2 separate regions of the Gossypium hirsutum genome follow, and region 2 is linked to region 1. A link is a contact called in public Hi-C data. All regions are on one chromosome and are shown on one strand. Each heading gives the region's core, a stretch centred on a gene start, on an enhancer-like site or on the middle of the called end of the contact. The rest is flanking DNA. Distances are from core to core; before and after follow the strand shown. Region 1 holds the start of LOC107889379 (rho GTPase-activating protein 68F). Region 2 holds the start of LOC107889430 (H/ACA ribonucleoprotein complex subunit 4).

Region 1 (2,895 bases), core at 219-2,718:
ATAATTATATTTATTACCAATTTCTTAAGAACCTAACAAATCACATCAAATAAATTGAACCTAAGGAATTAAACTAGAATGTAGTTAATTAAATACACAATTTATCAATAAGGACTTGGTAGTTTAATTAATTCAGTGATTGAATCGCAATATCCCCATTAGATTTTATAAATGGAACTCTAAACAAGATTTTCTTGACCACAACAATAACTCTATTTCACAACTGATTTTTTTTTTATCTATGTGGAACGTCATAGGGGGTTGGATGATTGGACAGTTTTGGCTTGTGGAAATCAAGCCTTTGAGCAAAAGAAACAAGCAGAAGAATTTGTCTGTCGATATCAACAATCCAAAATAAAAAGCATGAAATCTCATCCCATGAGTGAGTTCTTGATGATTCTGAGGATAAAGTAACTCTCTTCTAAGAGGATGAGTTGCACTTTTCAGTTACAAGAATCTAATGCATTTACCTAATTCATTCAGACAAGTTCAAAACCTCGACATGTTCTCAGTATTACAGGCTTTACAATTAAATTTTTAAAGGAAATAAAAACTACAAAAATTAAAGAAGAAAAACAACATATATTAAAATGGGTTTGTGAATTTACCGGGAAAGTACTTTCCGACAATGCGTAAAATGCGATTACCCGATTTATCAGAGCCCTGAAGGCAGACGAACTGGAGGAACTCGAGGTCGGAGAAATCTTCATCGGAAAAATCCTGCGAACAGTCATGCCAGTTGTCTTGGTCTTCAATTTCAGTGTCTTGGTTCGATAAGAAAGGACGGGCGTCTATGCCCAAATCTGAAGCAAGCACCACCACCGAGAAATCATCATTTGACGAACTTCCCATTTCCTCTAATTTCTTTTCTGTTTTTCCTTATCAACGTCCCTCACTTCAACAAACAAACGCGTATCACTTATCTGGAACAAACATATTAACATGCCAAATCTAATTAACATTTCCTTCAAAAAGAAATTTACAATTTTTAATTCCCAATGAAATCAAAATGAAATTGACAAGAACCATGAATAACTAGATTGTACTGGACAGTAAGAAGATAAAGCTGAGATCTCATCTCAAAGAACAAAAACAAATCAACAAGTGGAATAAAAGTAACAGATTTGCGAGATTAAAAAAAAGAAAAAGGAAAAGAAACAAAAATCTATGCAATAACTGGGAGATAAGGAGTGAAAAAAAGTGGCCACAAATTTAGGTACTAAAAGAAAAAACAGAAAGAGCGAAAAGCTTAGGTCCAAACAAACAGAATTTGGAAGAAATATGAGAAATAGTCCTTCCTTACTTTCGAAACGAAACTAATTACAGGGATTCTGGCTTGGCTACTCCACTTGCTGCTTTTAATTTCCAAGGAAACCCTCTCTCTTTTGTTATCTTGCGGGTTTTTTTTTCTTCTTTTTGCCGGTAACCTATAAAATAGTCAATTAGCCCTTCACTAGGTGCGTTTAGCATTTTAACTTTCTCACTCTTACCTCATCACTTATTAGAATTTTCTATTTAATTTTCAATTTTTTTATTATTTCTATTTTGGTCACAATTATTTTTATATTGGTCATTTTCCAGTAAATAATTAACAAAAATAATAATGTGACTTTTTTTAATTAGTACAATAATATATATGATCATCAATATTTAAAATATTTTATAAATTTAATTCTAATTCTAAATAATTTAATAAATTTAATTATCTACATTTATAAATTTTATCAATTTGATCCTCAATCATATAGAATTAAAATATAACTATAATTATATTCAAACATATATAATTAAATCGTGTTAAACTTATATGTAAATTTATGAATTTAATAAACCTACAAAATCATAACCCTCCTCAACAGAGGAACCCTTCTTATGGCACCTAACAAATAATTAATAAATAAAAAAAATGAAAAAATGTTCCTTAAAGCATTCAAATAACCATCTTTTGTATTTTTGTCAATTTAAAGAATTGTATAATAATTTGCACTCATCTCTAAATATAAAATTTATTGTAAAATTTATCTACATATAATTGTTCGCAATTTATTTAGAAAAAAGAAGTAGTTTTTTTTTCTCACCTGAATTTTAGATTTTCCATTTTTGCAATATTTTTAATATTTTAGATACATATATTTTTATAATTTATAAAAACAATGAAAACTCAAGCAATCATGGTTTGGCTGGAAAGAAAAACTCTAGAGCTGGTTGGGAAATGCTTTCTTGAAGCCAAATTTCGAACGGATTTAGAATGAAACCAATAAAACAAATTAGAAAACAACGGAAAAAAATGAAAAGAAATGGAAACTAGTCAAGAAGTATGGATCGATTGATGGGGGCACTAGGTCTTAAGTAAAGAATCTTACAATCCAAGAAACTAAAATCAAACCTGATTTGATCTGAAAAAATCAAAACATCAACTTAAATGAGGAATAAAGCAAATTGAATGAAAAAGAAGAGAAAAAAAATAGAGGGAATAATGCTTTTCCTCTATAATTAGTGTAATTCTTTTTTTCTATTTCCATATAGTTGATACCTTTAATCTTCTTTATTATTCGAAGGCCAGTACAGTTGGACTCAGAAAGACTATCGGGCAAGAACCGGTTGTTTCGGTGGAGTAAAGGTGATGCTCTTTTCGAGTTGATAGCGGTTGTCGTTATTAAACAACCCATTAATAACTACAACCATTGCCGCGCCGACCCGAGTTTGACCTTTACTTTCGTCGAAACATCCGCTCTCCCCCTAAGAGTCCTCTTGTGTCTACCTTAGTGTCAGGCTTCGAATAAAATTAAAAGGTTAAAGATGCCGATTGCGTGGAAATAAAGAAAATTTTACGTTGATTACATTGGAAATTCCTCTATTTTTCCCTTATGTATGGTATATAAGGCATCATTTACA
Region 2 (2,895 bases), core at 132-2,631, 360 kb before region 1:
TAATGTTTACAAAATTTATCTTTTAAATTCAATATTCAAAAAAGCAAAATACTAAACTAATTTCATAAAAAAAGCTTTAATATAATAAAGATATTAATTTATTTATGTAATAATTAAAAACTCATTAACCAAATCACTAAATAATTACAGTTTTTTCTTCCTAAATTTTGATTTAAAACATTTTAAAATAAAATTAAAAAAAATTAATTCTAGCATTTTCGTTTTAATTTTGTTAAATTTAATAATCACAATTTAATCTTAAATTAAAATGTGGTATACTTTTTAACTCTGTTAGGAGTAAACATAATGGAATCTTATTTTTGTACATCATAAATATTTTTCAAATTAGTTCCATGGATGACAAAGCGGTAGTGGAAAAATGAAAACAAGGGCACAAAACTAATCTAACAAATGTGGTCCAATCAGACAAAGTCAACCTATCACACTTTCATAAACCCAAAAATAAAGTAGAATGTAACTAGATAAATAATAATTTTAAAATTTTAAAAATAAATTATTTAAAAAGAATAAAACAAAATTTCCACATTAGATGATTAAAAAAAACTATATCACTACACATATTATATTTTAACTTATTTAAAATTTTCATTCATTTATGAAAGCTTAACTTAGAATATAGTAAAAAACCAAACATGTTAACAATGCCCAAACTCCAGTTCACAGTCATTGTCTTGTCTTACATCTCTTTCTCACTTTCACCGATAACAAAATTGAAGTATTTTATTAATCAAATAAAAATATTCACAATATTTTTTTAAATTTTATATTTATAAACATAAAAAATATAAATAAAATAAAAACATTGAATTTTTTTTTCAAACAGTAAATAATAGTATAATGCGTTTCAACACACTTAAACTCATATCCTCCTCTATTGATAATAAATAATATCTATACCAGTCAAACTAAGATTTAATTGACATTTTTATTTCTTGTTATATAACTATACTTGTTGTAAAAGCTTTTGATTGGTGAGTTAATGTCACGGGTTAATAAGTATCAATCGAGTTAGTAAAAAGCTAATACATCATTTCTATTATTGTGATGACAAATTTATCTTTACATATTTTTATATAAAATTTAAATAAAAAAATTTAAAATTAACATATTCATTGAACACATGTTTAAACAATTTTTTTATCAATACACTAATAATCATTATTAAATAAATTTAAAAAATAAAATATTTTTTTCACTCACCTATAATCTAGTGTAGTTTATAGATTTATTTTAAATACAGAGAATAGGCAAATCCCCCACTCTCATAAAAAAGAAAAAGAAAAAGGAAATGTAGGAGTAGTAGAAATGGCAGCAGCCCAGCCCATAATTAAAACCTCCAAAACCCTCACCCTATAAATTCTTTCCATTTCCTGTCTCCTTCCTTACCGTCACTTCCTCTCTCCTTCACCCTCCCTAAAACCCACTCAAAAACCCTAATATACATTTACACACACGCACACACACTAAGGCAACCATGTCTGAGGTTGAGCTCTCTCGCTCAGAAAAGAAAAAGCACAAGAAAAAACCCGCGGCTGATGCTGAAGCCAAAGAGTCCGACCAAGATTTCATGATCAAACCCCAGACCACCACTCCTTCCATCGACACTTCCCAGTGGCCTATCCTTCTCAAAAACTACGACCGCCTCAACGTTCGAACTGGCCACTACACTCCTCTTCCCTCCGGTTTCTCTCCCCTCAAGCGTCCCCTTGCTGAGTACATCAGGTACGGTATTTTGAACCTTGATAAACCTTCTAACCCTTCCTCTCATGAAGTGGTTGCTTGGATTAAGCGTATTTTGCGGGTCGAAAAGACTGGCCATAGTGGAACTTTGGACCCCAAAGTCACTGGGAATCTTATTGTATGTATCGATAGAGCCACTCGGCTTGTTAAATCCCAGCAGGGTGCAGGCAAAGAGTATGTCTGTGTTGCTCGCTTGCATTCCAAAGTGCCCGACGTGGCAAAGGTTGCTAGGGCTCTTGAAAGTTTGACTGGAGCTGTTTTTCAGAGGCCGCCCTTGATTTCGGCCGTTAAAAGACAGCTTAGGATTCGAACTATTTACGAAAGTAAGCTTCTTGAGTATGATGTGGATAGGCATTTGGTTGTTTTCTGGATTTCTTGCGAGGCGGGTACTTATGTTAGGACTATGTGTGTTCATTTGGGATTAATTCTTGGGGTTGGTGGGCATATGCAGGAACTTAGGAGGGTTAGGTCTGGGATTTTAGGCGAGAAAGATAATATGGTGACCATGCATGATGTTATGGATGCTCAATGGGTTTATGATAATTATAGAGATGAGACTTATTTGAGGAGGGTGATTATGCCTCTTGAAGTCCTTTTGACTAGTTATAAGAGGCTGGTTGTGAAGGACTCTGCTGTTAATGCTATTTGTTACGGGGCGAAGTTGATGATTCCTGGATTACTGAGGTTTGAGAATGACATTGAAGTTGGGGAGGAAGTTGTGTTAATGACGACGAAAGGAGAGGCAATTGCTCTGGGAATTGCTGAAATGACCACTGCGGTTATGGCTACTTGTGATCACGGTGTGGTGGCAAAGATTAAGAGGGTAGTTATGGACAGGGATACTTATCCGAGGAAGTGGGGCTTGGGGCCAACTGCATCCATGAAGAAGAAATTGATTGCAGAGGGCAAATTGGATAAGCATGGAAAGCCAAATGACAGCACTCCTAAAGAGTGGTTGAGAAATGTCGCGTTGCCAACTGGTGGGGATTCTATGGTTGCCAGCCTAGCAGCTTCTGCTGAACCTGCGGTGGTGGAAAAGGAAAAGGAAGATGGAGAGGGGCGCAAGCGCAAATTGGATGACAGCAGTGATAGCCCTGCTCCGGTTGTTGCTAAGAAAGCCAAGGTTGAGGAAGG

What was found. Hi-C and Micro-C count contacts between places; a contact is called where the count stands out from the background.
Region 2: a Hi-C map of leaf shows a contact between it and region 1, with 2.8 times the contacts expected there. The contact joins the promoter of LOC107889430 here to the promoter of LOC107889379 in region 1. A contact is called at or near these places in 8 of 34 Hi-C or Micro-C datasets (leaf and petal).

What each region holds. Positions count from the first base shown.
Region 1 is chrA09:69,895,670-69,898,564 of Gossypium_hirsutum_v2.1, reverse strand. It overlaps LOC107889379 (rho GTPase-activating protein 68F), which reads right to left and starts at 1,468. Exons shown (of 4, transcript XM_016813780.2): 1 at 1,304-1,468; 2 at 609-923. The coding sequence starts at 852.
Region 2 is chrA09:70,253,483-70,256,377 of Gossypium_hirsutum_v2.1, reverse strand. LOC107889430 (H/ACA ribonucleoprotein complex subunit 4) reads left to right here and starts at 1,381. Exons shown (of 1, transcript XM_041076572.1): 1 at 1,381-2,895. The coding sequence starts at 1,496.